7 separate regions of the Mus musculus genome follow, and all the other regions are linked to region 2. A link is a contact called in public HiCAR-type and promoter capture Hi-C data. All regions are on one chromosome and are shown on one strand. The core of a region is the stretch at or near the end of the contact, and the rest is flanking DNA. Distances in the headings are between cores, read along the strand shown. Region 1 overlaps Rapgef4 (Rap guanine nucleotide exchange factor (GEF) 4). Region 2 holds the start of Gpr155 (G protein-coupled receptor 155). Region 3 holds the start of 4930445N08Rik (RIKEN cDNA 4930445N08 gene). Region 4 overlaps Rapgef4 (Rap guanine nucleotide exchange factor (GEF) 4). Region 5 overlaps Rapgef4 (Rap guanine nucleotide exchange factor (GEF) 4). Region 6 overlaps Rapgef4 (Rap guanine nucleotide exchange factor (GEF) 4). Region 7 holds the start of Hoxd12 (homeobox D12).

Region 1 (3,335 bases), core at 537-3,036, 1.3 Mb after region 2:
ATTAAACACAAATTGCACAATTATATTCTAATTTGTAGATTATAATTCAGTGTGTCATAATGATGTATCCCCCAAATTATGTTATCTAAAAGAAAAAAAACCTGATTAAGATAACTTTTCTTGTAAATCTTAAACTAGTTCCCTCATCCTTTGGGCAATTTCACTCTGTCTATCACAATAAGAACAATTCAAATGAAAAACCTGAAAGGAAGGGTTAACAGCCTTCCAGCTCGGGCAGCTTCTGCCTTCTTATAAGTAAAATCCTCCCAGCCTGTGTGAACTTGCGTAAAGTTAAATGGTGTTCCTGTAGTCTAGCGGAAAAGTGGAGCTGTTTTTAGCAGTTAAGACTTTGGCTTGGTGGCTGGAGAAAAGGTTCCATGGGCTAAGAGCACAGCTTGTTCGTCCAGAGGATAGATACCGCCTCGGTTCCTCACATCCGCCTGGGACTTCAGCTCCAGGGGATCCTCTGCTGCCACCCCCAGGGCACCTCCATTCACATGGTTTACACTCACTCACACACATGTGCACATACACGAGAATAAAAATATGAATTTTGATTCTTAGAGAGTATGTTAAAGAACCACTGAGGCTGCCGTGGCTTCCCGAGCCTCCACAGTCACTGACCTTTTCTGAACTGAAGCTGTGGAGTGTGGACCGCAAGGCAGTGGGAGGGGGAACCTCATTAGACAGGACAGACCCAAAGCTGGGGTAGCACAGCGTGCTAAAAAGCTGTGATCTGAACAAGGCGAATTTGGGAACGGCTCTGGAGAAAATTCTAGCAACAGGTGTGCTTGACTTACTTTTAATCATTCCTTCCCCAAATTTCTTCCTGCTCATATACAAAACTTAGATATGTATTTCTGAAAGCCTGTGATGGATTGGGCATGTCCTGTAAAATCCTATGAGACAGGCACACCTTCCGCAGGGTATCCATGTGTAGGGCTAAGCCCTCCGGGGGGTGATGCATGAGTGGATTCCTGTCCGTGTAGCCAGGATGAGCTTGCTTTAAAAGCAAGTTATGCCCTCTACTCACTCTGTCTCACCCATGCGATGGCCTTGCCATACTGTAATGCAGCAAGAAGGCCCTCACTAGATACATCTTGGTCTCCTCAGCCTCCCATGCTTTGAGCCAAGTTAATTTCTATTCTTTATAAATCACCTCATCGGTAATATTTCAGTATGGTAGCACCACAGTGACTAAGGTAATGCACTTATTGATCAGAACAATCTTTGTAGATAAATTACAGCAGCAGAAAATTCTGTGTTTGACTGTCTCAGGAAGCCGAGTCAGAAGTAGAACTGTTTTGGGTAAAGTTAAATGATGTTGGCCAATAGCCATAAAATGCAACCTTTGGTGTATTTGTATGGCATAGCCACCTCGTTTCGGGTTGGTACAAAGCACTCAGTCCTCAGATAAGGAGGTTGAGTGGGTTGAGAAAGATGGCTCCCGGGAAACACTCACTGGCCCTACTTTTGAGCAATAATTACCAATAATAAGTTCCATAAAATCAAACTTCTAGTTAGACATGTTCAGATGCTAGAAAAAAAAATACCACCCACCAGAATGGCTCACAACAGGACAGGGAATTAAGAGTCCTGAAAGCAGAATCCAGCTGCTGTCTAGGGAAGATTGAAACCAAAGAAGAACAGAAAACATTAATGTGAACTGTTTGCAGGATACTTCCTAGGGAGCATTTATAACAGACGGAAAGTCACAATAGCCTCCTTCTGCTCCCTCGCATACCAGGAGCTGTGAAGAGCTCTCCAAAGAAAACCCAAACATGGCTCTTCTGCTTGGAACTCTTTGAAGAGACTCCATGTACAAAGCACCAAGTGGCCAATGAGCGTGTAGAGAGCTCAAGTCAGCTCAAGTCCGATGTTGCAATAACTTTCCTGCAGCCTGCACCGCCCACTTTAAAGGCCAAACCAGTGTGTGCAGGTGCTTGTGTTAGTGTGAATATTTCAAAGGGCTGGTGTGATCTTGAATGAGAAACAAATAGCAGGACACGGAGACCCTCCTTATGAGTCTGAAACACCCCAAGAGCAAAGGCACATCTCAGCACATTCTCCACAGTCACGGAGCAGTTTTCTCCTCTCATTAGCTCCTCACCAGAGCAGTCTAAAGTCCTATTCATGGTACATGAATGGAACAGTCTCTTCTCTCTTCTACAGAGTCGTGTATACCTGCAGCTCTTCCCAAGGCCTGACTCATTTCACCCCTCCCTGTCTTTGCTCAAGTTTCCCCTTCCCAGTAATGTCCTTCTTTTGTCTATCCTGCAGGTTCTCAGCCTCCCCGAGAACACACACACACACACACACACACACACACACACACACACACACCACATCTAATTCATTTTATGAATATCTCTTAATTAATTGTCTGACCTTACAACTGAACCTAAGTGACCACCAAGAAGCAGTCATGAAGAGGGAAACAAGAAAAGGCATAGGAAGACTGTCAGTGAGCTGGCTGGCCCACAAGTGACCCATAACTAATGCATCTCAGATTTGTGCCTTCAAATCTGGGGTTGTGGACAACTTGTCTGCAGACTCTCATCTGTCATTATCAAGGTCCACACTAGCTCCCCTTTACCCACAAGTTTCCAGGTGATCTTGAGTTTAGTCTGGGGAATCTCTTGTGGCTTAGGAAAGGCCCTAGAGCAGGCACACAAAGGCTGCAAATAACTGTGATAGGATGCTAATGTTCTCTGAAACTGTCCATCACACCTCCAACTAAGATAGTGGCCATGTCTTGTGTTGTTGATCTGATATGGAAAGAGCAATGAACGAAAGAACTAAAGACTTCTAAGTGCTTTGCAAGGATGGAGTGCCAGGGGGAAAGGTGGAATCCTCGACTGATATCCAGTAACACCCAAAGCTGATAGGCCATGATGAGGAACTGTAAGCCAAATAAATACTTACCTCCCCAACTTGCTGTTGGCCATGACACTTTATCTCATCAATGGTAACCTTGACTAAGACCAGAGGAATCTACGACCGGTGACAGTGAACATCTTGATTAAGACTAGAGGAATCCACTACCGATGCCTGTGAACAACCTAACTGAGATTCTCTACAAATGGCAGTAACTTACTACTTAATGTTCTCTGAGTCAGTTTAGTAAAGCCACTTGTACTCATTGATACCAGGAATTTCTATGCCAGTTGGAAAAAGGATAGCCTACCTCTCTTCTCGTTGTTTTTCTAGCTGAACCTGCGCACTGCGCTGCTCATTTGAGAAAGAAGTCAGGTACCCACTCATGTCTCCTTGCCACACATGCACTTCTACCATGCTCTCATCTGCCTCTGATCCCACCACGCAAAACAGATGAC
Region 2 (3,085 bases), core at 23-2,522:
AATAGTTAAAAGTGAGAAAGACAAAAAATGAACCAAAAGGGAGTAAGCTACATTTTAAAAAATAGTTTCAATTCTGCTCACCTTTCCTTAGGCTTCATATCCTTAAGCCAGCTCTTGGCTTTTCTTTTCTTTTTTTTTCCCATTTTTTATTACATATTTTCTTTATTTACATTTCAAATTTTATCCCCTTTCCTCATTTTCCCTCGGAACCCCCTTCCCCCATCCCATCTCCCTTCCCGGCTTTTATTTTCTTAGTAAACCATATAGTAACTTAATTTAAAGGTGCAAATAGTACTGTACTTTGTACTAAAACTGCACAGATTAATAGGACATAGTAGTGGCCAGACAAAACAGTAAAATTTGCAAAGCAAGATTTCTTTTTAAGAAATACTTACAAAATCACTGAGATCAGGCTTTAAATTAGAAATATTTTTTGTTTCAGAAAATGTCTTCATTTTCACACGTTGACTTCGAGAAGCCCCAGTAGACTTCCGAGAATACTAGGAGATTCCTGTCTGTAAACTAAGAGCATACAGCCAGAGTTCCTCCACAACAGAAAAAGAAGCAGTCGCTGCTGGCAATGTATTCTAAATCAAGCACACAACTAAAGCTTATATTTTAATCTCTTTTGATTTAGGAAGGTCAAGATCATGCTAGCTTGGGAAAGGTAGAAGGCAGGGTTTGAACTCACATCCTTGCATTTATAACTCTATACTATGCAATGACGAGGCTAACCAGGAGAGGAATTGACAGGATTACTGGAAGCTGAGGTTAACCGAAATGATGACAGGCCTTCCTGAGTCTGAGCAGAGGCGGAGGAAACCAATACTGCCAATCCCCACCCGGCCGCCATCTTGTGGGAAGAGAAAAGCCGGAAGTACAGCTACGGGAGACCGGCGGCCAAGTGGCTTTGGCGGAGGCGAAGCATAAGGGCAGGGACTGGGCTGTGTGGCCTCGGGCACCGGGGGTGGAGCGGTGTCGCTTGTCCTTGGGGGCGGGGCCTAAAGGCGAGGTGGAGACCCGCATTCGGGCCTTCTGGCTAGGGGCGGGGCCTTGGGGTGGAGCCCCAGGGCGGAGTGCAGTGTAGCACTGGAGCTTAGGGGTGTGGCCTGACGGCGGGGTGGAGATTTGAAACGCGGACCTCCATGCTGGAGGCGGGGCCTTGGGCGGGGCGGGGCCATGTCCTGAGCTTGGGGGCGGGGCCTCACGGCAGAATGGAGACCGGCTTCTCTGACCTCCAGGCCAGGGGCGGAGCCTGAAGGCGGGGCGGAGGCGGGGAGGAGGCACCGGGCTGCAGACGCCTAAGGTAGCTGACAGGACCGCAGCGGCTCACCCCTCCCTTTCTCGGAACGTGGTTGGGCATCTGCCGCTGGCACACGCCGCTACAAGAGGGTTCGGGGCGGGAGATGACGGCGGTGTGCTCGCTGCTTGGCCCTCTGTGAGCATCGGCTTCCTTCTCCTTGCAGCCGGAGCTGCAGACCTAGCAGGTGAGATGAGCCCCAGTTGCGTTTGCAATGGCCCCTGCCCCTGGGGTCCGGACCAGTGGGCAGCGCCAGGCTGCCCTGGCGCCTCGGCTAGCTGCTGCGCCTGTCCGCCTCTGCTCCACAGAGCCTGCGCCTGAAACCTGCGGGAACACTGGAGATGGTCTGCTCACAAGGGACGACTTGTCCCCTCTGGTGCCAGAGCTGCGGTCCCCAGGGTGCGAAGCACCCCGTTGCACGTGTGCTCACATTGTCATCTCGGACTTTTTACTTTAGCCCAAGGTGGCCTTCGTGTCTGCCCCTCCTGAGCACCTCGGGATCTTTGCGCCAAATTTTCTCCCATACTTCTTTACGGAGCACCTGACGTTGTGACTCCCATGCCCTGGCTTTCCACTTCCACGGGTGTCAGCTGCCCTCGGTATCATCTATTTGGTCAGGGACTCTGCACTCCTTATCTTGGCGGGCCAAAGTCTGATCCTGCAGATTGACAAGGGAAAAGGCAGTGACTGGAGTGCCTGTTGATGTTGAAGAGTGCTTTTTATAGTGCTGCAAGGCATTAGGCTTTTCTCCTGTCTAAAGGATAGGAGTGTTTGAGAAGAGAACAGCCTCAGTTTAAAGCTTTTTCTTTCAAGTCAGTACTGCAGCACATTTGAACTTAATAGCATTTAACCTACAATTTCAGTGCTTTGGTCATGTTATCTAAGTCAGATGTAATGCGACTAGATGGTTTGTATACTTCGTTTTCTAGTGTCTGGCCCAGTGAATTGGCTTTTCCAGTGATAGGACAACTTGTTTGTTCTGCAACAAGTCTTGTTTTTGTAGTTTAAAGGACTGGATGACATTTTTAAAACTTCCTTTGTTGTGGTTCTTGTTAATCTTAAAATGTGCATAAGAAGCGGTTTTTCGTTTTGTTTTGTTTTCATGTTTAAAATGGTATGAGATAAAACTTCAGAGTTATTTTTAGTTTTTTTTTTTCTCCCTTCCTTATTTTGAGACAGCTGCTAATTTAAGTCCTGGCTGGCTTTTCTTTGTAGCTGGGCTTGAACCCATGGTCTTCCTGCCTCTGCCTCACTAGTGCTGTGATTACAGGTGTGTGACATTATGTCAGACTAGAAGTCATTTTAACTTTCATTTGCCTCGGGAACTGTTTATAACACTGGAAAAATTGAAAGGGGGAAAAGGACAGATTACTTTTAAAAAGTTTCATTTAATTTTCAGTTAATTGGAAGTTGAACCTGGAAGTTGTTAAACCTCTTGGCCATCACCTTCACTGTCAATAGCCACTTAAGATCAAACTCAATTCAACTCTTAATTGCTGGGTATGAAACAGAGGCTGGTAACTTCATAACACATTCTAAACTCGTAACTTTGTGGAATATCTAGTATGTCTACTATTGAGGATCTTTAATATTAGGCATGTTTGTATAGCTACTTGTGACAATGAATGCTGTTTACCTTGTTACCGTTTTAATCATTATCATTAGGTCTGCAGTCTCTCTACCCACCTCTCTTACCCACTTTGGTTTATTCTGTGTACGCTGTCTGTTTTTTGAGACATCGTCTCAATGCAGCCCCGGTTGCTTTTGAACTTGTATTGCTCCTAT
Region 3 (3,428 bases), core at 296-2,795, 1.2 Mb before region 2:
GTATACACTAGATAAGCTTACTACCATCTAGCCATATCCTCGGTGGATATCCTCTCCATTTATAAGACAAATATAAATATAGTGCTGTCTTTAGCACTATACATATTTTTCTACTTTGTTTCCTCACTTGAAAAATACTTGGGAAGATTTGAGAGATGATTTAGACTTTATGTTTCCCTTTCAAACCTGGCTAGGCTAACATTTTTTCTCATGTGATTTCCCTAGAAACTTTTTTTTCAGGATTAGATCTTTTAGAATCTTTGCCTCTAGCTAGCTCTCTTCTCTCTGTCCTGTTTTATTTTTAAACTCCCTGATAGCTCAATGAAAAACCCTAGGACAAGTATTAGCAAGAGTCAAAAACAAAACAAAACACAACAACAACAACAAAAACAAACAAAACTTTCCTGTTCCCTTTAGGAAAGATCTGAGACAAGAGGCAGCACGAGTTTTATGTTCTTAGAAACTACCAAGGCTGGGAAATAAAATGGCTAATTTTCCAAATAAAAACTGGTGAAATGTCTGTTTACTTTCTTCCACATTGGTGAGGCGATACATGGCACACTAAAGTTTAGCTCTCTCCTATTCTTTTAAGTTTACAAAGCTGTAACTGAAGATCTTAGAATTTAGGGGATTATCTTACAAAGTAGATACTATGTCTATGCCTTCTTCTCTGCTGGTGTTGTCAGTGTAAACATAGCATATTATTATATCTATTGCACTTTGAAAATCAGAAACATTTTCTTCCTTAACTAAAGAAGAAAAACCCGTAAAAGTGATTGAACACAGAACATAAAAGCTTTTGTTGAAGTTTCCCTCCTAATTTTGCCTATGGAGCGCCCCCACCCCTCCCATTGAAGTTTTGTTATTGATACTTGCAGTTGACTGGAATACAGCCTTCTTTAGGTCGTTTTCAATTCTTAGGGAAATACAGCACTACTGTTTAAGGGGCCCCAGTTATTCAGAGGTTTTGGAGATTGTTAAGAGTGTAATTTTGGAAAGCTCAGCCTTTGTTGCTACCCCTTAGCTTGAAAAGACCATCCTTATCATTTCAAGTTCTTCTCATGCTGGTGAGATAAGCGCGTAGTCATGAAAGGACCCTTTTTGACGTCCAAGAGCAACAGAAACAAGCCTAAAGCCCTCATGGGGTATGGCCAGGAGGTGTTATGTATGATGTCTGTCTGTCTCTCTCCACTTGCTTGGCTGGGATGGCTTCTGAGCTATGCAATGTAAACTTTTTTGCTGCCTTCTGGATGACAGCTGATCTGGGATCTCAGGTACCCTCTCTTTTCCAGACACACAGGTCTCGACCTTCAACGTCCCTCCCCTTTGTCCTCCCCACTCTTCTCTCGCTCAGAAGGTCTGGGACAATCAGGATCAGTTTCTTTTCTTGGCGAGACTGGGGCGTGGGAGTTGTTCATGAGAAAAGGAGGCAGAACTAGTAAGAGTCAGTCGGAACCGCCCTACCCTGTGGTGCCCCGAGGACCGACAGCCTACACTAGCGCGGAGGATACTCAGCCTAAATCCTCCTGCCACACCCGCCGCTCTGAGGCACCAACGGCTGGGCCGGCCGGATCACGTGATGGGGGAGCGGCGCGCGCCGGCTGCAGCGCCCATTGGCTGGCGGCAGGAGCGCGGGGTTTGATGGGAAGGCATTGGCCGGGCCCAGCGCTCTATCTGTAGGTGCTGCTGCCTGCTCCAGAGGCTCTACGCGGTGGCGACCCAGGCTTCCCCGAGTGGACGCCCAGGCCGAGCGGCGCCCGCTTTTCTCAGGTAGGACTGTGAAGGGAGGGCCGCGTAGACGGAGGCGCTCCGGACAGCGGGAACCAGTCTCCGGGTTCCTCGGCGCGCCGGCCCGGGTGCCTCCGCCCCTGCCAAGTGGCCTAGAGCTTGGTGGCGGCTGGGGAACACGCCGCGGGGCTGCTGCCCTCCGTACACTGTTGCCGCCTTCTCTCGTGGATCGCCCTGAACAGCGGCCCGAGCGGCTCCGGAGCGCACGAGACCCGGCTCTGCCTCCCCTGAGGCCGGTGTTCTTTCCGGGTATGTTCTCAGGGATTCCGCGCAGTGGCTGTTTAGAGCCCGAGCCCTTGGGCCCCCCCTGTGTTAAGAAGTGTCAGAAGGTCCCAGAGAGCACATCCCTAGCTGAAATATCCACCCTGAGAGCCCCGATCACCTCCGCGTCCACCTGAGCTGGCACGACGGGAAGGTCTGAAAACTGTCAGTGTCATGCTGCTCCGTCCGCGTGTGGGCGTGGATTGTGAGCGACTTAGAGGAGCTGCTCCACAACCATTGTCCTTACTTATTGGAGGGACAGCGACCAGTCTGAGGGGTGGGGTAGGACGAAGGTGCGTGGTGACAGGAGCGACCCGGGAAAAGCAACTCCAAGGGGCATCAGTAGGTTTAATTCTTTGATGGTGTGTTTGCGGACGGAGAGTTCGGATTGGTGAATTTATTTCTGCGTGCAGTTTTAAGCAACACCTGCGACTCACTGAGTTTTCAGTGTTCTGTTCTTACTTTTTGGTTTCTGGTTTGTGGTGCTTAGAGCCTATTGTTTTCTGTCTCTGTGGCCTCAGTCTTAGCGTTGACAACATTGTCTAGAGGTGTGATGGATGTGAGTAAATTTAGTTACAGGCATATATATGTTCAAGCTGGCAGGCAGGGCTAATACCTAGTTCCCAAAGGTCTCCATAGTGCCTTCTTAGAAGAACAAAGTTGATTTCGAATACGAACCTTAAGCAAGAGTGGTTCATTTAAAAGTGAAGTTTTAAAAAGTTCCTTGACATCTATTGGGGTCACCATAGTAATGATGTTAATAAATGTTTATGGTGTTTATATGTTGGAAGAATGCTTGGATAGGTGACTCTAATAAAGGTATGAGTTCATATAGAAATCTCCCTGTCAGTCTTTTTTATTTTTAATTTTTATATTTATTTATTTTGTGGTGGTCATCTCATATTAAAAGTGCTTTTAGAAGTGTGCTTACCATTTTTTTTTTTTTTTTTTTTGGGCAATAAACCTGGTGTAAGATATTTCAGAGTTGCCTATTTGGACATTTGAAAGCGATTTCGAACAAATCACATTTAAACCCAAATTGTGTAGTATAATGTGGAGATGCTGTTAAAGGTGACTAGTTTATATTTAAGTTTGGAATCAAAGGTTAAAAACCACAAAACTCCATTTCTTTTGTTGTTTTCTATGAAGGCTTATACGTTTATTATAATGGGAAGTGCTTGAAAAATACTCCATTTATTTATTTCCATGCTAGGGTAAATGAGAAAAATATTTTTAGTAAAAACACAAACTTATTTTATACTTACAGATTTTAAATTATGAAATAATTAAAATATGCACTCATTTAATGGAATGTTAGGCACATGCTTCATTTAGATATTACATGTGGTTTTGGTAACAGCAATAGTAATGGCTAAAAT
Region 4 (2,937 bases), core at 405-2,904, 1.2 Mb after region 2:
TATGGTGTATACTTAGGCAAACATTCACAGAATAAACAAATGAACGAGCAAATGTAATAAATAATAATTATTTTTTAAAAGGCTGCCACTTGACTAGGTCCAATTGAGTAATTATAATAAAGATATTAAGTTTGGGAAATCTGAATATTGGCTAGATGGATGTTTTTAAGGGAAATGATGGCAGCTGTTTTATCTAGTTGAAGTTCTGAATACATATGGAAAAGCCTATGTTTTCAAAAAGGCCTCCTAGCTGTGTGGGGATGTATACACGTAATCCTAGATACTGAGGAGGCTGAGGCAGGAAGACTGCAAGTTAGGCTAGTCTCAGGTGTGCAGGAAGACAGTGTGAAGAGAGGGAGGGATACAGGGAGAGAGGCAGAGAGAGCACCAAGTCCAGGCTCCTTAGCTTTTAGGAGATGGTAAAGGGGCTGTTAATGAGTCCAGACTTCCAAGTGTGGAGAATAATGCCAGAAAACAAAGACCACACGACAAGTCCCCCAGTTTCCAGAGAGAAGAGCAGGGCCAGAAAGTTATTAAATTAATAAGAGCAATGGGAGCCACCAAGTCTATTGGTGACTTTAACTGTGGAGGAATTCATTTAAAGTCCTGGGCAGAAGCCAGACTTCGTGGGGCTAAGTAAGTGGCTATGGATGAGAACATAATAGCTAATACATTATGTGAGATTATTTTGTGCCTGGCACTCTTTTAGACTCGTGACACATTTTGATTCATTTAATACAACAACCCTATAAGGAAACTGAGGCACAAGACATCAGTGGTTTGCCTGTGGTCATAGCTAGGAGACAGCATGGTTGATTTTTTTTTTAAACTCGGGCATTCCTAAGAGAACTGGTTATTCCTAGCTTAGCCAAGAGGGAGAAGAAAGGGAACTGAGGAGAAGGAGAGAAAAAAGGAAGGAAGGAAGGAAGAAAGGGAGGGAGGGAGGGAGGGGAGGAGGGAAGAAGGAAGGAAGGAAGGGAGGAAGGGAGGGAGAGAGGGAAGAAGGAAGGAAGGAAGGAAGGAAGGAAGGAAGGAAGGAAGGAAGGAAGGAAGGAAGGGAGGGAGGGAGGGAGGGAGGGAGGGAGGGAGGGAGGACTGGCCTCCCTCTTTCCAACTCCCTTTTTGGGGAGGCAGATGTGGGGAGGTGGGAGGGGCTATAGAGAAAGGCAGTGGCATCAAAACTGTAGGGTAGAAGTGAGAAATCTTGAAGATTCAAGACAAGCAAGGAGGTAGCCCTGCAGAAACTAACAAGTCAGGAATGATAGTGACCTTGGAGGAGAAAGGGAGAGGGGATGACGCTCACTGCCACGCCCATAGCTGCCCATCCAAGTGCCACAAGTTCAAATACTCCACGCACACTCACAGGCACCTGGAAGAGGGATGGTGGGATGGAGGAAAGAGGACTGAAGAGGTGGCTCAATAGTTAAGATCATGTACTGTTTTGCCAGAGGACTGGAACAGTTCCTAGCACCCATGTCAGATGTCTCACAACTGCTTCAAGGAATCTGATGCCCTCTGTGGCCACTAAGGGAACCTGCATGCATGTGCACAGACACATACATCAAAATAAAATCAACCTTTTAGAAAGTACCACACGACTCACCCTACCACTATTTTTAAACCTCAGCCAGATGTGGGTCTCTCATAGGAGCTCGGTTTTCTGCTGGCTTACATCGAAGGTGTCTACCACACACCACTTAGCTACACTTACATTTGTGTCATGAGTACCAAAGTTAAGCTGGCCATCACCTTCCTGTGTGGTAGAGCACCTAGCACCTAACAAAAGCCTCAGACTGGTAGGGGTCATTTAACAAGAGCAAATGACTTAAGCTTCTCTCTAAGGCCAATGGAGCTAAACTGAACTGGAGGTGGGTTCCTGGGTTCCAGACTCCACATGTGCCGAGTCAAACACAGCTCAGGAACCTATTTTGAAAAGGACACAGAAATGCTCCAAGCATGTGGATGTCCAGTATGTGGAATTCCCAGCCTGCACCAGAGCCGGCACTTGCTACTAGTGAATACCCCACAGCTCAGACCACGTGTGTATTAGCTCCAGTGTGAGCTGCTGGACTCTTACACCAGAGTCAGGGTGCCTCCTTTGTCATGCTGGTGTACAACATTTTGTTGTTGTTGTTACATGAAAACACATAGCACACAACAAATCTTCAGACACAAAACATTCACATTTCACTTACTGTCATTGTTAGAGCCCGTTTCCATAACACCATAGGGAGGAGCCAGAAGTCCGGCCATATACTGTCGGTATTTCTGCAAGATAAAATCAGACAAGATTGAGAAGTCAGCTTTGTTCCTTTATTTACATGTGAAAGAACAGAGACCCTGGGTATCTGAGGCTCTTATTTATAGAGCCAGGAAGTATGCTCTCTGGGGCTCTGGGTTTAAACTAAAGATGTGGGGTTCAGGGAGGGGCTTCCTAGGTGAGACTGTGTGTTTCCTCTGCCCAGGGCAGGGCTCCACTCAGCTGCTTCATTTACATGGTATGCATTTGTAGAGATGGAGTGAAGGGGTTCCTACCTCTCCACACCCTGTACACTCAGGCACCTGAGAAGCAGTGCTGAGTGTTTACAGGCTCAGATCACAGTAACCTTGCTGCCTACCTCCTCTGAGGTGAATGCCTCCGAATCAGCCTCTTTCAAAGCCAAAAGAAATGCTCAGCGGCTCCTGGAACCTGTCTCTATGAAAGAAGCCCGACTGGCTGCTGTTTGCCTCCTTCCTTTCATAGGGCACACCTGCCTGCTATGTGACCCCTCCAGAGCACTTTTGTTACATTGTCAAATAAAAACCATCTGGCTTAATTTAGACGCTCCTGGATTGTCTTCCCCTGGCTTTTGGTCCAGGCATGCTCTGAAACTTGGGGCTCCGGGATGTATGTGATTAGTGTCTGTGTTGTGTGGGAGGGATAAGGTTTTGAGCATC
Region 5 (3,043 bases), core at 309-2,808, 1.2 Mb after region 2:
AGAAGTGGTCTCTTAGACAGTGGGGAGATGCTGGAAGGGAAAACGGGAGCTGGGCTGGGCTTTAGCAGTTACAGCTCTGTTCTGCTTCCTGCCCTGCGTTGTGTTAGCATGACGATAGTTTTGAAAGAATACTGACCTAATTGAGGTGCATACTTTCTTTCTATGAATATACTGTGTTTCAATAAGGAGTTTCAAGAAAACGTCTGCATTAGAACAAGAAATCAACTTGATCTCATAAAACAAGTTAGGAAAGTGTGTACTCTGAATTCAGTGTACAGGTGAGAGACACTCTACAGTAAAGTAGGCATTGGGGTTTTGGTTTCACATCTGGGGTCCCCGTGACCCCAAAGGAGGGCAGCAGCTGTTCTACAGCTCAGCAGGTAGTAGTCTGGGACCTAACGTTCCTTTGGGGAGTGTCTTGAAGGAGAAGAGCATGCACGGATGCTTCTGTGCATGAAAAGCATCCCTCGCTGTGACACTACCAGCATGCATCACAGAAGGAGGTACAAGATGCTAGACTAGAGCAGCCTGGCGGACCACATGGCATTTTCAGAAATATTTATTTACTCGGTGCTGCTGGTGACGTTTAAAAGTGCTCACGGCAAACATCTAGTACCTCCTGCTTAAAGCACAAGTACTTCTCTCAAGGGCAATAGACATATGGAAAACAACGTGAAGGGTGTCTAAAAGTCAGCTTGTAATTAAATGCTTCCCAATGCTGCATTGTCACTGGCTGTATCTGGCTAAGCGTACATTTTCTAGCAGGCCATACCGTTAAAAAAGGAGTTATTAAAAAAAAAGTAGTTATTGTAGCTTATTTGTCCACTTATTTGTCTGTGAATATCATCTGACTACATTCTTTTTCAGATTCAGAATTTAAGAAGCCAAGTGACTTGACTCTTAAGAGATATACATTTATTTATTTATTTATTTATTTATTTATGTATTATCTACAGGCTTCTGAAGACAAAAGCGGAGTCTGTCAAAGCTTCTGGGTAATATACTAAACAGGAAATAAATGTACAGGTGAGAGGCATTCTACAGTAAACTAGGCACTGGGGTTTAGATTGAGGACTGTGGAAACTCCGAGGGATGTTCTTAAGTAAGAAATGGGCAGCATAAAAATGCTCTCACAATTACATGTGATTAGTCCTGGCTTGTCGCCAGTTAGTGACACTGATCAAATAGACGTAGGGCTTCTCAAGGTCAGAGGGATGTGCAAAATATGATTGTTCTTTTAGGAGATCCTTTCAAGTAGGCGTGGGATTCGCTCTATTTTCAATTGAGTGTGTAATCATGTTCTACATTAAAATATACAATTCTTCTTTCTTACATAACACTAACTCATAAGTGACATCACATAGCACTGTGGATTCTTTAAAATGAGACATTTCTTTGTTTTGTTTTTTGTTTTTTTGAGACAGGGTTTCTCTGTATAGCCTCCCAAGTGCTGGGAGAAATCTCATTAACTGTACGCGGCATAACTTAATAGTTCTCTTGTCCTTGTTCCTTATCTAGCTGAACACTGTGGAAGTATCTTACAGAGAGAGGCTTACGTTAGTCAAGTGGGAGGGGAGGGTGACAGCTGGCCTGGTGGCTCAAGGAAGCCTTCGTGCATGGGGAGGGGATTCAGCTGCCTTCAGCTGAACTTCAGCACAGAATGGAGTTGCAGACGGAGCCGGAAGTCACACGGGTGGGAACAGAAAAAGAGCAAGCTCCCCCTTGTCTGGCTGCTGTGCACGTGGGTCCACGTGGAATGAGGTGAGACAAAGCTTCTGACCACAGGATATGCAAAGCCCTGTGGGGCCTCAGTGTGAGGACAGACACTGGAATGTCAGGCTGTGACCACAGTAAAGTTTATTACTGTTGGGCTTTTAGCTTTTTTCCATACAAAATGATGCATGTTCATCGGGAGGCATAAAATATTTTAATCATATAAAGTAAAATATTATTATTTTAGGATCTGAATATTAATCCTTCTGACTAGATGGGGGGTTGTTCTATTTTAAGAGGAGGCATAATCACTCTAGATAAAATTTTATATTTCTTCCTTCTTACATAGCACTGTCATAAAAAAATTTCAGTTTTCTAAATTCACTTTAATGAGAAATTTTATTAAACATACAAGGCATAATTTAAAGTCTTTCTTGTCATTGTACCTTCGAGTAGTTTTTAACAATTTGGTACTATAAATCTGCTTAGGCCAAGAGCTCGTGTCACCCATTCACTGGAGGTTACCTGCTCAGAACTGGGTTTAGAAGTGGGGCACTTATATTGTGGGTAAAGGTTTGGAGACCTTGGCAAATTGGGATGCTTTCACAAATGCTGCTTCAGATAGACTTTTTCTTCGGAATGGATTCTTAGGGAAGTGACCTATCTTTGGCTTCTTCAATAGAGTCATTCTGTATTAAGATTCATAAATATTAATAGGGACAAATTAATCAATTAAGACAAAAATTTCCAACAAGAAAACACAAACACACTTTCCTAGCATGTAAATGCATCCTATCAAAAATGCCCTCGGCTATTATTTTAATAGCCTTGTAATTCCCAACTGGGAAAGGTAAAATAATTACTAAAAAGAAAATGGGATTCTTTGTCCTGTACTTGGAGTTGAAAATAATGCACTCAATTGACTTTTGTACAGTCCCCTGCATGGTGGTGTATTTATCTGTATTGATTGCAAATTCTAAAAGAAGTTTTTTTTTCCCCTTGCCTAGAACAATCTAGTGAGCCAAAGGTACAATAAACACAACCTCGGAACAAATACAAGAACACACAAACAAGGGACTCTGATGACCTTTAAGGGTTCGAGGACCTGAGAGCGGCGTGCATTTGATTCACGTAATACAAAATTCCTGGAATAGTAAAGGCCTATTAATGTTTTCAAGAAACCTTTTAAACCTTTACAAAGCTCATCAAAACAAAAATGATCAAAGCCCTAAAAGCATACTGTATAAAATATAAAAGCAGCCTGGAACAGCAGCATACCACATAAAACACCAAGTCCATTTCCGAGCTGGATCATAAACCAGGTAGGTTC
Region 6 (3,223 bases), core at 403-2,902, 1.3 Mb after region 2:
CTTCTAAAAAGCAAATTATATTTTTGCCTTTATTTAAACAACAGAGAACCTCTATAGTCGTGTTGTATTAAGCTTCATCTAATGATGGCTTTCAACACTTAAATTCCAAGTTTCTCTGTCCCCCAGTCTGGATGTCAAGTGGTTTGAATGATCTGCAAAACACTTGAGCTCTCTGGGGGAGCTTGTATTCAAAGAAACCCTCCTGACAATCCTGCTGTAAATCAAAGAATCCTTTTGTACTGCGACTAATCACCTCTTAATTTATCTGCTTTGTGCATCTGCATTGTGGCGTTCTCACATCTTAAAGCAGACATTCTCGCCAGAGCTGTCTCACATGTGTTCATACGGACACTGTGAAGTGGTCACGGTGGTAAGAAGGCCAGGGTTACATGTCACAATGTACGATCATGGTCCACTGAAACCTGGCCTGCGCAGATGATCTGGGGACATGAGCTGTGTCTGTGATGAACTCATGGAAAATGAAAAATTATCCTGTGATTCTGAAGAGTTATCAGACCTGTTAGCTATTCAGAATTTATTCATTTCTGTGTCATTGAGTCAAGAGTTAACAATCTTATTTGTGTTAGGTTATCTTTACGTGTATAGGTAGACTCAGAAGCATAAGTTCTTTAAAAGCTGATGTTTTTACAGGGTTCATTTCCAGCCTATACTTGCCACTAGGTTTCAAAGCTCTTGCATTTTGCTTCCTGAGCTTGAATTTGCTCCTGGAATTTATTGAGTTCTCTAAGCGTTTTTAAGTAATCAAATCAAATGGAACCCAATTTCAGAGTCTGTCAAGGCATCCAACTGCACGTGTGTCAAAAGGATTTACTGCCAAGCAGGAAGGCAAGATACTTCTAAGTCAAATGTGTTTTCTGGCAAGCGGCAACGGCAAGGCCGGTTCCTTTCAGAGCGTGTCCCTGGAATCGGCTTGTCGGGCAGCCGATGGACATCAGGCAAGCTCGCTGGGGCTGGCTTGCAGAGCACGGCCTGGCACGGGCATTTCTAACCAGTGCAGAGCTGAACTGGCCAGCACTGTGTCACCCGGACAAAGAATACTCAACAACAAAACTACATGTAGGGTGAGTTGTGCAGAATGCCAAGTCAACTAAATATCCATTCCTAATGAATAGCTCAGCCCCAGCCAGAGCTCCGGCGGGAGTCAGCAGTGACACCATCTGCAACCAGCTTGCCACCTTTTACGTTTTCTGGGCTTCGTAAAACTGTTCAGAAATGTGTTCAAGTAGTGTCTCCCAAAAATGGTGATGTCACTGAAAGGAAAGCGAACAGAGTGTGTGGCCAAGTGAAAGAATCAGGGAGAGGAAGCGGGGGAGAGGGAGGGAGGGAGGGAAGGAAACACACAGAGGGGGGGGAGCGAAAGAGGGAGAGAGGGAGGGAAGGAGGGTGGGGAGAAAGGGAGAGAGAGCTGTACTTCAAATTTAATAATCAAAACTGCAATGAACAAAGGCATCTGTGTTGTAAAAGCAAAGGCAGGGATGACTAAAGGTTTTCTATTTGACCTTAGAGAGAAAAACAGCAAGAGGTCTTTTTTTCAAAACCAGAGTAAAAATTGCCAGATAATGGCACAATGACAGATGAGGGGGTGGAATGAAGTGGAGACCAAGGCCAAGTGCAGCCCAGAATCTCTGCTCCAGTGAAATGGCTGAACAAAATTTAAACTCCTGCAGTTTCAAAATACTGGGCTGCAGTTCCTGGTTTTCATGTTCTAACACTGCCCTCTTGTGACCATTGCTAGCATTGCAGGTATGGGAGCCAACAGCTCTCCAGTCTAGGCAATCAACTTTTTATTAGTTAGCAGAAAACACCGGGACCCTGCTCATTCAAAGCTTTGTACTAAGTGCTTTATATACAGCGAGTAGGACCCACTAGCCTCAGTTCATAGCGTATCTAACTGTGCATAGCCATACCCAACCCAGCTGCTGGGTTTGTATCAAATAAAGATAACAGTGAGTGTTACAGGCTTTAGTGACATCATAAAGCACCATTCTCTATTTTGAAACATGAAAGTCAGTCAGTCTTTAGGAATTGATATGATTGGAGATTTCCCTTAGTTTAGGTGTTTCCAGAATTGCTAAAAAAGCATACATGTTTCTAGGATTTAAATATTTGTTATACCATAAATTCTCCTCACCTATAAAATCTGCAGGGAAAAGCAAGGCCTTGTGTACACACACACACACACACACACACACACACACACACACAGAGAGAGAGAGAGAGAGAGAGAGTTGAGTGCTGTTGTCTAATATAGTAGGTATATATGCCTACTTTAAGGTTTACTATCATCATCATAATCACCACCACCATCATCATCACTATTGCTATTATTTGTGTGTATTGTTTTGAGGGTAAGATGTCCCTGGAGATGCAGACAAAGTGTCACTGGGGAACTGGAGAGACTACTCCTAAACAAGATGCCTGTTGCCAAGCAGAAACCTACATGAACATGTCATGTCGGACACCATTAGACATGGATGCTGCCTGTAGGCACACCCCCTTGTTGGCTGGTCAAAGTTCTGTAAGATAGCAAAAAGAAGGGCCAAGGCCAGAAGGCTGTCTGAGAAGCTGGGAGACATGTCTCTGATGTGAGTGCACATTGCAGCGAGCTTGGTGGTGAGGAAAAATAAGCATGGAATAAAAACACGAAGATAGGCGTGAGGGTTTGCAGGTCTCTAAAAGCTCCAGGGCACAAGGAGTTGCGGCTCTGCATTTCCCAGGATGCTGAGGACAAACACGGTTGTTACAAAGTAGCAATGCGGGAACTGGGAACAAGAGCATCAGGTCTTGGGGAAGGTCTCTTGGTGGGAGGTGCTCCTGCTATCCAGAGGCTTACTCTCTCCCAGTCAGGTTGCTCTGGAAGCCTTCAGCTTGGGGGGTCTTAGCTGCCCAGAAATCAAGGCCACATAAGCAGGATGTGGCTCTGGGGTCCATCAGAAGTAGGAAGAATGTAACTGCTTGAGAAATGAGCTATGCAGATCTCAATGGGATTTTGTGTCATTTGGAGACAGAGGTATGTGCGTTTCTGAGTTTGAGGCCAGCCTTGTCTTCTATACAGTAAGTCTCGGGCCAAGCAGGGCTATTGAGTAAGACCTATCTCACCAACTAGTTCTGGCTGCTGACAGTGGGCCGGACCCCTGTGCTGGGGAGGTAAGCCATCCCTAGGCCTGAAGCCCAGTGGGCCCCATCCTCACCACACAGCGAA
Region 7 (3,077 bases), core at 294-2,793, 1.3 Mb before region 2:
TTCTGCTGCGAAGGGGCTAGAGTTATCCCCAGCCCCTTGCACTGCAGCGGGGTCTCAGGGCCTTTCTACCTGCACTTATACCCGGAGCTCTAGCTAGGCTCCTGTTTCATGCAGAAAGAGCTGGATAGAGAAAGAAAAAGAAAAAGAACACGTTGAAAACCGGAAAAAACAAACCCTCATACAGTGTTTCAATAGTGAGCCCCGGATGTAAACATCATAGACAAGGACAGGTGACCCCCAGACACCATGCTGAATGTTTAAAGCCAGTGTTAGATTGCAATTCCCAAACACCTCTCAGGAGGGTCCCAAAGAGAGCTGAAAGCGAAGGGGGCTCCACTGGCCTCATCTCCAAATCTCCTCCTGGTTCCTCAGCTACAGACTGAGCCGAAGGGCGCCCAGGACCAGAGGAGTGGGAGGGAAATCTGCAGCCCCAACACCTCCTCCACAGCCAGGCCTTGGTCCAAAAGGGCAGGCTTGGCAAGGCCTCAGGCCCCCGTGGGCAGCTAATAGAGGGCCAGTGCTTGCTCGCGCTGCACTACCCGCTTCTTCTTCATACGCCGGTTCTGGAACCAGATTTTGACCTGCTGGTCGCTGAGGTTCAGCCTGTTAGACAATTCCTTACGCTTCTGCCGGTTGATGAATTCATTGACCAGGAATTCGTTCTCCAGCTCCGCAATCTGCTGCTTTGTGTAGGGTTTCCTCTTCTTGCGGGCCCTCCCCGGGGCCGCCCCCCACGGCAGGCCTGCAACAGAGCCCCGACCCATGTCAGCTCGCTCAGATCAACTGCCCGCCCCACAGACGTTCACCACTGCTGGCGGGTCTCCTCCCTGTCCAACTGTCCCTGACACCCCACCTCCCGTCCCTGCCTAAACTGGCTTGGGGGAGCATGGGCACTGTTTACCGTCGGGCAGTGAAGATCGCAGGCAAGAGGCCACCCCGGCCACTTGCACTGCCATGTTCAAGTTGAGCGGGCCTTTGGTGTCTTCCTTGAAGCTGGAGGCACAGGGGGCCCCCTGGAGCAGGGTCGCAGAGCCTGGAGCGGTCCGGCCCACACCCGCGTAGTCATACTTGGTGCCTTTGAGAGCCGAATGAACCAGACTAGACTCGGGGGCGAAGGGCGGCCTAGTCCGGCTGCGTTCCTCAGATGCGGTGGGCGCATCAGGCGTATAGAACTTGACCTGGTCTTCGGGTCCGTCCTTGGCGCCTGGAGACTGCAGGCCAATTGGCCCAGAGCCGGTCAAGTAAGGCTGAGAGAAGCCTCCAAAGGCAGAGGCGGTGGCAGGCTGCGCAGGGGTGCATGAGGCGGGCGTAGTAGCCCAGGGCAGCGCGCTGCGAGGGTATGAGATGGGGGGAAGCGCGGCCAACTGGCTGCCATTGGCTCTCAGGTTGGAAAAGTAGAAAGAGTCCGGTGACTGTAAATTCAGAAGCGAGCCCACATAGCCAGCTCTGTAGAGACTGCGCTCACACATCTCCAACAAAGGGCCTCGGCTGTGCTCGCAACAGTATTTAGTTACAACCCGGAATAGGAGGACGGGCTCAGAGGATTGGACAAAACTTTGCCTGCAGGTTCTTCAAAGCCGGTCATTTCAGCACCGCCTACATCCCCCGACCCGTCCCCACCCCCACCCCCTTTCAGGGTATTATGATAACACTCAATGTTCGACGGCGAAGGACGAGGCTGCTAGCAGAGCCAAAGCCTGTTGAGGGAGGGCGAAGCCCTTGAAAGTTTCCAGACCTCTTTCAGGAGCCGGTGACATTGGGATGAGGGTGCCTTTGCCCAAGTGTCTCTTGGGAGTTTTCCTGCTCTGGGTTAGTCTTCCCAGCCCTTATTTCGCAGGCTGCCTGGGCCGGGCTTTGCGTCTACAAACTTTAAGTTGCAATTCAGACGTTTTCCAATAAGGGTACCTGGGCTTGACTGGAGAAGAGCTGGCAGTGGCACGGACTGCTCCTGGATCTGAGCAACCAATCCTTTTTTATAGAAAGGGCCTCTAAAGTGGTCTCTGCCAAAGGCACTTGGCAGCAAGGACCCATTCACTTGACCCTGTAGCCCCAGGTCACAGACAATACAAGAGGTTGACCAAACAAAGGTGAAAGGCGGCACAAACTGCTCAAGTGTGGTACCTAAGGAATCTTCACGCTGTTCCTGACATTTGTTCCCAGGAACTGTGCTCATAGCGTTGTTATCCAGTCCCCTCAGGCAATTCCGCAGTCCGAGGAGCCAATCTTGTGAAAAATTACATTTCTTTTCTCTCCTGGGGTCATCTTGGTGACTATTCCCTACTAGCCAAGCTCCTAGCCGTCCAACTGAGAGTTGGAGGGGCAGAAAAGTCCGAGCCACCTGGCTGAGGAGGCACAGTCGCACAGGAACAATCAGCTAGCTGAGTCTCTTTTGTCGGTGCCTCCAGGCACGCGGGCCGCTGCGGGTTCACTGTCTGGGCAAAACAGGCAACGCTCCGTGTGTGTAGTAAGTGTGCTTAACCCCTGAGGCAGGGCCTTCTGGATGGTCCAGAGGGAATAAGGCTTTTCTCCTCAAGAGACTGTGTTGTGGGAGCCCGCGCTAGCCTAAAGCAGGACCCATGGTCCATGAGCCAAGCTGGAACTGGTTAGGCCCCCAGCTCTGGCAAGGAGACCACACAGGCGCCGCCGGAGGGCAAGGCTGACCACCTCGCTGGGACTTTATTGTGTGAGTTACGGCGACCAATTGGGCGGCTCTCAGGACGCAATCGTCCTCTTCCTCCAGCTCTGGGGCGGGAGGAGGGTGGGGGTGGGGGAAGTCTAAGGATCCTGGGGCATTACTAGAGTTTCCTCCTTTTCAGGAATTGGGACTCCATACTTTCTTTTCTGGTAGGTGGGAGGAGGCAGAAGTTTTAAGTCGGTTTTTAGAAGCCTTAGATTAGGTATTCGATAGCTTTCATTTTGAAGAATTCTCTCCTTTCTACTGGAGCATCCTCTGGCCTGAATTTTCAGTTCTAATAGTTCCAGCACTCTCAGAGCCCCTGCCTCCTGCACAGAGATTCCTAGGTAGTTACAGGCCTAAGGGTGCATCCTTAGACTATGGCTGCCTTATAATTATGTTT

The links. Promoter capture Hi-C pulls out the DNA fragments that hold promoters and counts their contacts. HiCAR-type assays count read pairs that join an accessible place to other places.
Region 1: a promoter capture Hi-C map of pre-B cells shows a contact between it and region 2, with 4 times the contacts expected there. The contact joins the enhancer-like site here to the promoter of Gpr155 in region 2. A contact is called at or near these places in 8 of 39 promoter capture datasets (the C10 cell line, the HPC-7 cell line, embryonic stem cells and 4 more), 1 of 115 datasets of contacts at active chromatin or transcription factors (astrocytes) and 1 of 9 other capture datasets (liver).
Region 3: a contact with region 2 is called in a promoter capture Hi-C map of pre-B cells, with 4 times the contacts expected there. The contact joins the promoter of 4930445N08Rik here to the promoter of Gpr155 in region 2. A contact is called at or near these places in 4 of 39 promoter capture datasets (hippocampal neurons, liver, pre-B cells and 1 more) and 1 of 484 Hi-C or Micro-C datasets (olfactory sensory neurons).
Region 4: a contact with region 2 is called in a promoter capture Hi-C map of embryonic stem cells, with 4 times the contacts expected there. The contact joins the enhancer-like site here to the promoter of Gpr155 in region 2. A contact is called at or near these places in 10 of 39 promoter capture datasets (the C10 cell line, the HPC-7 cell line, HPC-7-derived erythroid cells and 5 more).
Region 5: a promoter capture Hi-C map of the HPC-7 cell line shows a contact between it and region 2, with 5 times the contacts expected there. The contact joins the enhancer-like site here to the promoter of Gpr155 in region 2. A contact is called at or near these places in 10 of 39 promoter capture datasets (the C10 cell line, the HPC-7 cell line, HPC-7-derived erythroid cells and 6 more).
Region 6: a promoter capture Hi-C map of hippocampal neurons shows a contact between it and region 2, with 6 times the contacts expected there. The contact joins the enhancer-like site here to the promoter of Gpr155 in region 2. A contact is called at or near these places in 12 of 39 promoter capture datasets (3T3-L1-derived adipocytes, the HPC-7 cell line, HPC-7-derived erythroid cells and 9 more) and 4 of 115 datasets of contacts at active chromatin or transcription factors (astrocytes, embryonic forebrain, forebrain and 1 more).
Region 7: a HiCAR-type map of astrocytes shows a contact between it and region 2, with 3 times the contacts expected there. The contact joins the promoter of Hoxd12 here to the promoter of Gpr155 in region 2. A contact is called at or near these places in 3 of 39 promoter capture datasets (embryonic stem cells, hippocampal neurons and pre-B cells), 1 of 115 datasets of contacts at active chromatin or transcription factors (astrocytes) and 1 of 9 other capture datasets (embryonic stem cells).

What each region holds. Positions count from the first base shown.
Region 1 is chr2:72,118,927-72,122,261 of GRCm38.p6, reverse strand. The region is part of intron 4 of Rapgef4 (Rap guanine nucleotide exchange factor (GEF) 4); the gene reads right to left. Among named protein-coding and RNA genes, the nearest start is that of Gm29940, 66 kb to the right of the region's middle. Within about 2 kb of position 1,786, at least 5 of the 459 cell types and tissues checked have an H3K27ac peak or open chromatin away from gene starts, as enhancers often do.
Region 2 is chr2:73,384,667-73,387,751 of GRCm38.p6, reverse strand. Gpr155 (G protein-coupled receptor 155) reads left to right here and starts at 1,272. Exons shown (of 17, transcript NM_001190297.2): 1 at 1,272-1,487. Gm13707 (a long non-coding RNA gene) reads right to left here and starts at 902. Exons shown (of 9, transcript XR_866430.3): 1 at 396-902.
Region 3 is chr2:74,577,161-74,580,588 of GRCm38.p6, reverse strand. It overlaps 4930445N08Rik (RIKEN cDNA 4930445N08 gene), which reads right to left and starts at 1,545. Exons shown (of 2, transcript NR_166470.1): 1 at 1,465-1,545. It overlaps Lnpk (lunapark, ER junction formation factor), which reads left to right and starts at 1,641. Exons shown (of 13, transcript NM_027133.3): 1 at 1,641-1,770.
Region 4 is chr2:72,136,573-72,139,509 of GRCm38.p6, reverse strand. Rapgef4 (Rap guanine nucleotide exchange factor (GEF) 4) reads right to left here. Exons shown (of 31, transcript NM_001204165.1): 5 at 2,196-2,268. Among named protein-coding and RNA genes, the nearest start is that of Gm29940, 83 kb to the right of the region's middle. Within about 2 kb of position 1,654, at least 29 of the 459 cell types and tissues checked have an H3K27ac peak or open chromatin away from gene starts, as enhancers often do. A contact at or near this core is called in embryonic stem cells, where this site is marked.
Region 5 is chr2:72,156,381-72,159,423 of GRCm38.p6, reverse strand. The region is part of intron 6 of Rapgef4 (Rap guanine nucleotide exchange factor (GEF) 4); the gene reads right to left. Among named protein-coding and RNA genes, the nearest start is that of Gm29940, 100 kb to the right of the region's middle. Within about 2 kb of position 1,558, at least 43 of the 459 cell types and tissues checked have an H3K27ac peak or open chromatin away from gene starts, as enhancers often do. A contact at or near this core is called in the HPC-7 cell line, where this site is marked.
Region 6 is chr2:72,036,875-72,040,097 of GRCm38.p6, reverse strand. All of the region lies in intron 3 of Rapgef4 (Rap guanine nucleotide exchange factor (GEF) 4), which reads right to left. Among named protein-coding and RNA genes, the nearest start is that of Gm29940, 16 kb to the left of the region's middle. Within about 2 kb of position 1,652, at least 83 of the 459 cell types and tissues checked have an H3K27ac peak or open chromatin away from gene starts, as enhancers often do. A contact at or near this core is called in astrocytes, forebrain and hippocampal neurons, where this site is marked.
Region 7 is chr2:74,673,479-74,676,555 of GRCm38.p6, reverse strand. It overlaps Hoxd12 (homeobox D12), which reads right to left and starts at 1,543. Exons shown (of 2, transcript NM_008274.3): 1 at 902-1,543; 2 at 1-742. The coding sequence starts at 1,469. The coding sequence ends at 504.